Linked DNA regions of Pan troglodytes: region 1 is linked to region 2. A link is a contact called in public Hi-C data. All regions are on one chromosome and are shown on one strand. The core of a region is the stretch at or near the end of the contact, and the rest is flanking DNA. Distances in the headings are between cores, read along the strand shown.

Evidence for each region. A called contact is a pair of places that touch in the nucleus more often than the background predicts.
Region 1: a Hi-C map of stem cell-derived neural progenitor cells shows a contact between it and region 2, with 2.4 times the contacts expected there. The contact joins the enhancer-like site here to the promoter of LOC134809509 in region 2. A contact is called at or near these places in 1 of 7 Hi-C or Micro-C datasets (stem cell-derived neural progenitor cells) and 1 of 1 datasets of contacts at active chromatin or transcription factors (stem cell-derived excitatory neurons).

The regions. Positions count from the first base shown.
Region 1 is chr2:198,114,385-198,119,909 of NHGRI_mPanTro3-v2.0_pri, reverse strand. No RefSeq gene overlaps it. Among named protein-coding and RNA genes, the nearest start is that of FAM43A, 250 kb to the right of the region's middle. Within about 2 kb of position 2,164, at least 3 of the 24 cell types and tissues checked have an H3K27ac peak or open chromatin away from gene starts, as enhancers often do. A contact at or near this core is called in stem cell-derived neural progenitor cells, where this site is marked.
Region 2 is chr2:197,867,459-197,872,749 of NHGRI_mPanTro3-v2.0_pri, reverse strand. LOC134809509 reads left to right here and starts at 3,588. Exons shown (of 3, transcript XM_063806429.1): 1 at 3,588-4,182; 2 at 4,624-4,704. The coding sequence starts at 3,651. It overlaps FAM43A (family with sequence similarity 43 member A), which reads right to left and starts at 3,526. Exons shown (of 1, transcript XM_516959.8): 1 at 993-3,526. The coding sequence starts at 3,209. The coding sequence ends at 1,935.

The DNA.
Region 1 (5,525 bases), core at 915-3,414, 250 kb before region 2:
AAAGACTAGTTTTCACAAATAAGATAATAATAGAACTGGTGTCTTTCACTAATATGTTGTGATGATTAAGAAGTGTGCCTTTTCTGTGGCCTCTTTTGTGATTCACCAGCTGAATGAGAGGACTCTGAGGTCCTAGCAGAGGGAAGAATTCAAGACAGACAAAGCCAATCACAGAAGGCTGCCCAGAAATGTCTGCCTTGGACTCTGCCATGATGGGAAATAAATGTCTATTGTGTTAGGCCACTGAAATTTTGAAGTTTTTATCACAGGAGTTAGACTACCCTGACTCACTGAAAGACCGGTTGGCAAAGAAACATCAGTCTTTGATAATGTTAGCCATCTCTGCCACAGTCTTGGAGAGATTGGGTAGACAAGGATGTTGATCACTTGGTTCCAGAAAGGATTAAGTCTTGAAAAGACCCCATGGAATACTTTACAACCATCCTCAGCGAGGGGATATTTGGAGTGTGCCCTTGGGTGATTTAGAGTGTGAGGTGGGGGAGACTTGAGGTGTGAGCAAGAGGATATTGGAGCTGTGAGCTAGGGAGATTTGGGAGTGTGAGCTGACCGTTTCCTACACTTAGGCAGGGGCATAGGCTGAGGCTTATTTTGCCATATTAAATGCAAATTCTTCCATCTACCTCTTAAGGGTCTTCATAATCTTGCCCCAACATACTTTCCTAGCCTTCCTGTGCTGTTCCTCTGCTTGTCCCCCAGGCTGGGGGTACATAGTGTCCTATCACCCTCCTTGAGAGCAGATCAGTTTCCATTCACTCACTTCCTCATCCATTCATTTACTACAGAGGAGCACAAAAATGAATCCATTAAGGCCCTACCCTCAGAAGTTCCAGTGCTTATGTGTAATGACCTTTTCAGAATGTGCCTTTGCTGGGAACTTGAAATGCTGATACCAGAAGGCCTCCTTCCTTGGGGAAATATCCCTTTACTGCCCTGCCTTTCTCTGAGTCAATACTTACTGCAGACACTCTAGGCTGGTTCTGCTGTCTACACAACACAAGAGTCCCTTCCACAGATTTCCCGGCAACAGTCACCTGGGGTACACTAGAGGTAGGCCAAGGTCAGGGGGTTCACTGCTTCCTGGGGCATCCAGCTAAAATGTTCTTCCTTGTATGGAACTAAATCCTGTTTCCCTTTTGTTCCTACTTTGGCCCTCTGGGGTTAAGGTACAAATCTGCCTCATTGTCCCCAAGGGAGATCTTCAGAGATTCATCGGGTCTTTTCTTTAGAAAGACGTCCAATAGACACCACTGTCTTGCTCTGAGACCCTGCTCACCTTGGTTTTATTGAGTTCATCACAGAGGTCCTCCAGGTCACGCTCCCCATTCCTGGCATCCTCACTTGCATCTGTGTGGACTCTGCTTCTCAGGTCACTGACCACATGCCAAGGAATGGCAAAGCGCTAAGTTAAAACACGGTCTGCTTTGACGTGCTCCAGCCAACACTGTGTAGGAGGAAACTGGGAAGGCTGTCCTGGTAGACAGGCACTTTGTCCTCTCACTCTGGAAAACTTTAAGGAAGATCTTGCATACATTTGGGCATATTCAGAGATGGGCTTGTAAAAGGTTAAACTGAGTTTTTTAGAAGTTATCAATTTGCTTTTCTCCCTTTGGACATTCTCCAAATGACACTCTTTTTGGAAAAAAATTTAAATAGTCTGAAACTCCATGAACTACACTTTAAAGCTGTAGTGGGCAGTAAAAATGTGGCATCTGTTTAACTGATTGCAATTTCTACTGGAAGGATCTGTGAGCAGCATTTTTAAAAGCTTTTTCTTTGCCTTTGGTTTCTCTTTGTGTCCCATTTGAGTAATTTCCTCTGACATCCTTCTGTCCCTGGGCCTAGAAGCCTGGTAAATAAGCTGGCCCCAGAGAGATCCAGGAGCCAGCAATATCCTGGAAACCTTAGGCCACGAGGTTAAGCACAAAACCGCTCTCTTTCCAGGAAGGAATGATTGAATCAGAGTAACGACCTTGGCTTTCAATTAGTCCTTGCCCGCTTTTCCCACTGTTTTCCTCTCTGCTGCCTGCCCACCATGCCCCAAGCTGTGGAGGAGCTGGACCTGCTCCAGCTCTCCTGACCCTGGGACGCTGCACAAGTGTATCCTGTCATTGGTGTGTGCCTCAGGACTTCATGGGCCTACAAAGCTGAGCTGAGTCAAGCTTCCTCCCCAACTCCGAGAAGAATGCCTGTCAGGAAGCTCAAATATTTAGAGAATGTGAAATACAGGATTTTAATGGAAGCATTTTTCACCTCCTCTAGAAAGAGGCTATAGAGTTAGTGGTTGGTCTGTCTGCAAATTATTCTTACTCACCCTAGTGTGCCTTCCTGATTTCAACACAACAAGCTCTTGGTGCTTTTGTCTACCACAAAGAGATTTTGGCTGCAGTGATTCTCTCCACAGGTGCAGTCCAGTGGCTGTTGAAATGCAGGCACGGCTGTTAGTAAAGGGACCTGCCTCTGGATGTTCTTCTGCAATTATGGTGCCAGCCATGCTACAGGAAGACGTCAGGCAGGATGTCAAAACGTATTTCTAGATACTGTGCCTGGACTTGAGACCATGATGTTAGCAGCAGGACAGGAGAAACTCTAGTGCCTCTTTTGCTACTTGGCTCCAACACAAGTGGATAAAGTTTTCAATAATATTTTACTTTAAATTGCCATCCTTTCCATGGGAAGTGCCAAACCCTCTCCAGTCAATGCAATAGAGATGTTGCCAAAAGTAAAATTATACAATTTTTGCTTTGTCTGGTATGGGCTGTTGGATGAGTTCTCTTCTTTGCTGAAATAGATACATATTTATACATATCATAATGAAGATGCTTGAGGCTGGGTGCACTGGCTCACACATGTATTTCCAGCACTTTGAAAGGCCGAGATGAGAGGATCTCTTGAGCCCAGGAGTTCAAGACCAGCTTGGGCAACACAGTGAGGCCCTGTCTCTACAAAAAAATTAAAAAATTATCTGGGTGTGGTGGCACACGGTCATAGTCCCGGCTACTCCTCAGGCTGAGATGGGAGGATTGTTTGGGCCTGGGAGGCGAAGACCTGGGTGAAAGAGTGAGACTCTGTCTCAAAAGAAAAAAAAAATGCTCAAATTAAACATTAAAATAATGAAGTTGAGAGCATAATTCACATCTCTGGGCTATTGAGCTCCAACTACTTCACTGCTTTGGAATTAAAAAAAAAAATCCTTGTGTAGCAGTATTGGCTTTTCCAAATGAAATTGGGCTATACAAACATACTTTGAGATTGTGTGATTTCACTTAAAATATGTGTCCTGGCTCAGAGACCTCATACAAAATCCAGTACGTTCAGAGAAACATAATCCTTACTCTTGGATCACTTTAGAAAAAAAGAGTTCAGCCTTATGTGAAGCCAGAACAAAAACTTTTTTACAGCCAAAGCCTTCCGTGTGGTGTTTGAGCCCGACTATTACTTCGTTGAGTGGGAATAATGGCAGGGGACGGGAGAAGCCACGTGACTAAAGCAAAGTTCACGGTGTGACCGCTAGGGGATGGATCTGAAAAGTTCACGGTGTGACCGCTAGGGGATGGATCTGAAAAGTTCACGGTGTGACCGCTAGTGGATGGATCTGAGTCACACGGCACCAAAGTATCTTCACAGCAATGACTCTGTACTGGCCTGCAGCAACCTCAATTCTTGCCTCCCTGGAAGAAAAAATTTGACTAAGGGACATAAGACAGAATGAGAGACCAAGGCAAGTTTTAGAGCAGAAGTGAAAGTGCATTCAACAGCTTTGGAGCAGGAATGAAAGGAAGTACAGTACACTTGGAAGAGCTCCAGGAGGGTGACTTGAGAGATCAAGTGCACAGTTTGACCTTTGACTCGGGGTTTTATATGTTGGCACACTTCCGGGTGGTCGCAACCCATCTCCCCTGATGCTTCCCTTGGGGTGGGCTGCCCACAAACATAGTGGCTTGCCAGCACTTGGGAAGGCCGCATGCGCAGTGTTTACTGAGGTCGTGCGCATGCTCACTTGAGGCGTTTTTCCCTTACCAGTCCAGCATTCCTAGAGGAAGGTCATATACCAGTTAAACTCTGCCATTGTTCCTCTTAGTGCGCATGCTTGAGCTCAGTTGCCAAGCCCCTGTGATCTCACTGGGAAGCTGCTGATCGCCAGTTTCAGATGTTTCTATCGATTGGAAGACTGCCTTTCCCTAGTGCTGGCTGCAACCAATTATTATTAATATTTTAAAGAGACAGTTAACAATCGCCAGACCATCACCCGATGGTCGCCTGACATTCCTGGTCGGGGGTGGGGGGCCCTTTCCTGCCCTGCTCATGTCTGACTACCTACAGTAACAAAGGTCCTTTGAGACTCATCCCCCTGCCTCATTCCCTGACTCCCCATCAGCACTTGCTGCTGCCTTTCCACTTGGGAGGAAGGAGTGTGGAGAGACTGAGTAGGCGGGGACAAGTGGGCAGTGAGAATTTGAACATATCTCCTTCAGTGTGGGGTGTATGATTTGCAGATGAGGAATAGATTGATAACATTTCTTTGACTTTGAAAATGCCTTTGACCCTTGCAACACAAAACTTGCTTTACTAGCTTGGAAGACACATATGACTACATCTGTTTGTAATGTTCAGACTAATCACTTTAACCACCCCCACAGCCAAACTCACAGGAAGTTTGTCCCTCTTGAGATAGTCCACCTTGTTTATCTGAGAATTCTTGTGCTCTCTCAGTCTGAAGGGACTTGTTGTGGGCTGAAGAAGGGAAGAACCAAGGCTCCCCCTCAGTCTTTCTCATTAACTGATTGGGTTGGGGAATCTACACTTAGGGAGGGCTAAGTTTCTTTTGTTCTCTGACTCCACATCCAAATGCTGCTAGTGGTCCATGGGGAGCTTTGGAGGAGGGTCTACTTGGACTTCTTTTCTGCCAGATCGTCCCAGACTCAATCATCTCAGCCCATCAGAGATCTTCTAATAGTGGGAATCTTCAAAAGGAAGGAGTCAGTGTTGCTTGTGAACTCTTCTCTCAGGAGGCTTCTTGACCTCTGCAAGTTCACCAGTCTCTTCCCAGAAGAGGGCAGTGAGATGGAGGAGGGACATGCTCATACTTGGTTTGGAAAATCTTCATGCTTGTGAATGAATGTAGGTTTAACCTTTTCCCACTCCCAAGGAGAATTCTGTCCACAGTAGGAAGGTCTCACAAGACACAGGAGAGCTATGATGTTTCGTTGTGTTATGCACTAGAGAGTTTGAGGCTGTGGCAAGTGCTAGAAAGGCGTAAAATTTAATCCTAAGAAGTTTACCTTGACTTCAGCTATCTGCTCCGAGTAGAGGAGATACCTGGTAGCAGTGACATTAGTTTCAGAGTCTGCTCGCCTAGGCATGCGTGACTAACTGACAGTATATAGAACCTAGTCTGTGACCAGTTTTCTTTTCCCCAAAATTTTATTTAAAAAATTTCAATCCTACAGAAAAATATCAAGAACAGCTCAATAATAGGCACTTATGATCTGCATACTTTTCTGTAA
Region 2 (5,291 bases), core at 2,339-4,838:
TTCACCCCTCTTTCCTTTATGGTTCCAGTGAATTCCAGACTCCTTAGGATTTCTGGGTCTAGCTGCTCAGAACATATTTATGATGAAAACAAAGCAAAGTGGCCTCAGGACACCAGGGAAGGCCAGGAGTGAGATCCATTTCTGCAACACAGGAAGAGAGGCCTCAAGGGGCAAAAGGAAAATATAATTTGCAGAAGGCACAGTTTTGGCAGCATCTTATTACAACTTCCAGCTGATCGGGTGTAGCCAAACTAGAGACATCTGTTTGGAGTTTACAACAGAAACAAACACACAGAAAGCATGAAAGCGCTGAAACATGCACACCCATACCGCGCTCTAACAGCTCCTCTCCCCCTCGACCTTCGCGCCATCCCCCAACTGGGTCACACTGGGTTGTAGAAGGGAAGGAAATGGGCTCTGCAGCCTGCCCAGCCACCCACCCACCTGCACCGTGACTCACTCACACCAGGATCGGAACTTGTCAACTTTTCTCTCTCCTTGGTTTTCCTCCCAGCAAAAACAGAGATGGCCCCACTCCTCAGAGAACTCCTCTTTGGGTTTCTAGTTCATCTTTAAAGCTCCCTGAGCTGTTTGTAAAGGAAAAGATAAGGTAGTCTCCTTACGCTTGATTATTAGCATGGCCCACAGAAGGAGGTAGTAAAATCTCAGCAGATCTGGAAGTCACTCCTCCATAAATAACCTCACAGGTCTGGGAGTGCGATACGGAACTCACCGTGGCCTCTCCAAAAGACCAGAAAAAGATCACACAACTTAATTAGTGAAAAATACAGGATAATACAAGAAAAGGCTGGTCCCAGACACAGCACCCAGAGTTGTGGAGGTCCAGGAAGGCCCCAGATGGCGCATAAAGTGGACCTTCCTTCCCTAATTCTCTCCAAGCACAGGAAAGGCCAAAGACTGTCTTATGACACCATCCCAGGGTGGGACACAGCCTCTCCCACCCCAACGCAGCAGTTCCAGACGCTCACCTGTTCTGTTAAATTTTCCTCTTTATTCTCTCCCCACTGGCGTGCAAACAGAACCAGAACAGTGCTACTTTTAAAAAATAACAAAATGTTTTATACACATTTCTGTATATACAACTGAACAACATTTTCCATGTTTCTTTTGCACAGCAAAAGATATAAACATTCAGCTCTGAGAACACAGTTATGTACAGAAAAAAGTCAAAAATACTTCACAACAGTGCAAAAATATTTTACACAGTATCATGGAGTGCGATCTTTTGAGCAAGAGGAAGGGTGTGTGTGTTTCTAAAGGAAAACTCCTTTTTAAGATATTGGATGTCTTTAACTGTAAACAAAATGCAACTCTCTTTCATCTCCCCCCACCCCCCAAACAGTTATTTGAAGAATTTGGCAACATTTCAGGGGTGTGAGTCTGAGGTAAACAGCCAGAATTCTTGCACCAAAAAGAACCAAGGGCTAAAGGGTTGCATTAAAGCCTCAAACACCTTGAGAGCACATTTTTTTTTTTTTTTTTTAATGAGATGTCAGTGACAGCGCAGGGCCGCTCCCAGGGGGTGGGAGGAGGAAGTGAACCCCTCCTCCTCAGGCCCCAGCTGCCCCACAAACAGGAAACTGGCCAGGCACCTACGGCCTGAGACTAGGAACTTCAGCCAACCTTCCCTCACCCGCATCCCAGAGGGGTGCCTCTCTCTCCCTCCTGGCGGGGTTTTCCCCTCTCAAATCTCCCCGCATCCCCACGCGCAACAGAGCCAAAAGTGCTGGGGCGGGAGCGGGGGCCGGGAGGTAGGGGGAAGCGGTCGGGGGAACGCTGGACCTGGGCTCCAAGTGTAGGTCTGGGCCCCAAATGCCCCATTTCCCCCTTCCTGGGGGCGGGCAAGGGACAGGGAGGTTGTCGGGACCACGGATGGGTAGCCACGGTGGAGCGCCGGCGACGCGCGGAGGAGCTCAGCCCGAGTGGGGCTCGTCTGCACTGGCGCCGTCGGCCTGGCCGGACGAGTCCCCGGCGGTGGCGGAGGTGGCGTCAGGGCCCCCGCCCTCGATGGAGCTCTCGCTGCCCGTGCTGTCGCCCGACAGCAGGCGCGTCACCCGCAAGTCGGCCTGCAGGGTGCGCACGTCGTTGCCGAAGCTGAGCTCGCCCAGGTCGCTAATAAGTTGCGACAGCTCAGCCTTCATGTCGGAGGCGCTGCCCAGCAGCAGAGGCGGAGGCCCGGCCCCCGGGCCCAGGGAGCCCCCGCCGCCTCCTAGCGCCTCCCCACGGCCATTCTCCAGAGTATCCAACAAGTCCCCGCACTCAAAGTGCATGGCGACCACTAGCGCACGCTGCGCCTCGGCGGCCTCCTCCTCTGCTGGATCTCCCTCTGCCGCACGGTTCTCCTCCTCCTCCGGGCAGCCCTCGGGTTGCTCCTCTTCCTCTTCCTCCTGCAGCTCCTGCTCCTGCTGTTCGCCGAGCAGGTCCTCGGTGATGGAGCCGAGCTTGGGCGCGCTGCGGCTGCGCTCCACCGGCGGTTTATAGCAGCAGGGTCCGTGTAGGAGCAGCTTGCGCAGCGGCACTAGCGGGATGGTGTGTGCGCCCACCAGCTCCTGCTGCTGGTGACGCGCGTCGTCCCGCCGCTTGAGGCGTTTAAATTCCGCCAGCGCGTTGGCCGACGTCTGGTAGAGCAGCAGGGCCATGGCCTGCGCCTTTTCGGGCTTGGACACCAGCACGGCGTGGCAGCGCAGCATCACGGCCTTGTGCTTCAGCTCGTGCCGGTACACCCAGGCGAAGACCTTGGGCAGCCGCGCGTCGGCCACGCAGTAGGTGACGCGGTGCAGCAGGTAGAGGTGGCCCGGGCGGCGCAGCGCGCGCTCCTCGGCGTGCACCATGCGGATACCCTGCGCACTCACCGTCAGCTTCATCTTGGTGCCCTGACGGCCCGCCTCGCTCTTGCTCCAGATCTTGCCCACAGCAAGGTCGGTGCAGCCGTCGCCGCGCGCCTGGATGGTGGTGGCATTGCCCAGGTAGAGCACGGTGTAAGTTGGGTCCTCGCTAGTGATGTGCAGCTTCTTGCGCTTGGAGCGGAACATGCTGCCCACCCGGCTAAGCGCGCCTTCGGGGCACGCCCGCGCCAGCGAGCTCAGCGCCGAGTAGTGCAGGCTCACAGCGTAGCCCTTGGGCTTGGACGCCTGCCGCGGCGGCGCCTCGGCCAGCAGCTCGAACTTGTGCTTCTTCCACGGCAGCATCTCCGGAGGGCGCCCCGGCGCAGCTGGGCGGCGGCGGCGGCGGAGCGCCGGGTGCGAGGCCCGCTGAGCCACCGGCCCCTGCCGGGCTCGGCCCGGGCAAGATCGAAAAATAAAACTACTGGCAGCGGCCCAGTGGTAGGGAGTTGGGGGGAGGGGAGCAGAGAGAGTGCTTAGGAACCCCGCAGGGGGTGGGGGTAAATTTTCTAAAAAAGAAAATATTCAGCTTCGAGTGTGCAAAAAAGGTTGGTGCGGGGGAGACACGCGCGCACACAGAATTACCCCAGCCTGGGCAAGGGCGAGAGCAAAGAGTCTCAGGCAAGCAACAAAATGCAAGGGAGAGAGAACGAGCGTGGAGTGGAAAATGTCAGGAAAAAAGCTAGAAGCGCGCGTGCAAATAAATAAAGAGAGCCCCAGCAACAGCACCCGGGATGGTGCGAGAATATGCAGGAACTCCTCGGCGAACGTGAGGTGGGTCCCCTAACACACACAACCCTCAGGACTGGGGCCAAAACCCGCGGAAACTCCACAGCGAGTGTGCCCAGGGGCCGGTGCTCCCCACCTCCGAGGGGTGCTGGAGACGGAAAGCCCCTCGGCTGGGCTGGTCTCAAGAGTCAGCAGCTCGCCCAAAGTGCGGTCGGATGCTGGGTCCGGCTGGCCGCGGCGGGCCCCGCGCAGCAGTCCCGCGGGGACTCACTGCATCTTCGCTCCGCCGGACGCCGGGGACTCGCGCTCGGCCCGCTCAGTGTCCGGGCTGGCCTGGCCGAGACAGCGCTGGGCTCCGAGGACAGGGGACGGGCATGGCCGGGTCCGGGAACCGCCGCTACCTCATTTCTTCCCTCCGAGGCGGTGTCCAGCTCCGCTCCCGGGCTCTCCACGGTCTGCTGCCCGCCTTTGCAGCGCGCCCTCTCCGGTGCTGCGAGCGGCGTCCGGCTCGCCTGCCTCACATCCTTGCCGTCCGGGAAGAAGATCTCGGGTAAATATAGGCCGGCGCGAACCATTCGCCGCGCGGGGACAGGGGAGAAGCAGAGAAGAGGATCTGTTTTGGGCTCCGACTCCGGGCGGATTCCTGGTTTCTTAAAGGGACCGCGTGACAGCCATTGGTCGAGGGAGCGGGGAGACCGGTCCAATCCGCCAATTACATCCCAAATTTACCAGCATCTCTTTTGTCTATGGAAATCACTGGGACCTGGGGTTACCCCGCAGCAAAAAGACTTGAATCCTGACACTCCACCCCCCAGGCTGAATTGCCACTCACTGAATACATGTATGTCTAGATCGAAACTTCTGAGGTAGGTGGCAGAAGATGAGATTACAGATTATAATTTCCTGTACAAAAAGTTTGGGAAAATAGTGGTTTCTTCCTTGTGTGACGGCTTTCTGAGAATGACTGGGTGCTGTTTAATATTATTTTCAGAATTGTATTCCATTAAAGAAAAGAGAGATGCACAGAAAACACCAAGGCTTATCTCTCACTATCTTGAGCTCGTATTCACAGGTAAGCAGCAGACAGTGTAAAGTGAGGTGAGTGGTAACATGATTGGGGTGACTACTGTAGAATACCGTCAATGAATAAGGCGCTTCCCCGTCCGAACCCCAGCAAGACCCCCTCCTGCTGTCAGGCCTCAGGGTAGAGCAGTTTTCTGAGATACACACAATTTCTAATGCTCGTGTGTAGTTAGGACTTAGTTTACTTTGGCAAGCCGGTCATGCGGTTTCATTCTATCATTGACATATTTTGGATGAGAATTCCTAGTAAAAATTCAAATGACGTTTTTTATTTAAGTGACAAATAATGCCAGGCCACCCTCCAATGGGAGTGATAATTGCATCAGTATTGCTTTTATCATGTGCCAACTGGACAGTGTAGTTGTCTTCTGACCGGCTTGACCCTTAGCCAGTAACTCATTTCTGGGCCCTTGAAACAGCCTGCTTGCCTCTATGGTATGGTCAGTCAAAGCAAAAAGACGTATGGCTGGAGTGGGATCAATGTCCGAATGATCCTGCATCAAACTCCCAGCCTGGTCCTGGAGGAGGACAGTGATCCCTTCCCACCATCCCAGTCCCCTGGGGATCTTTGATGTC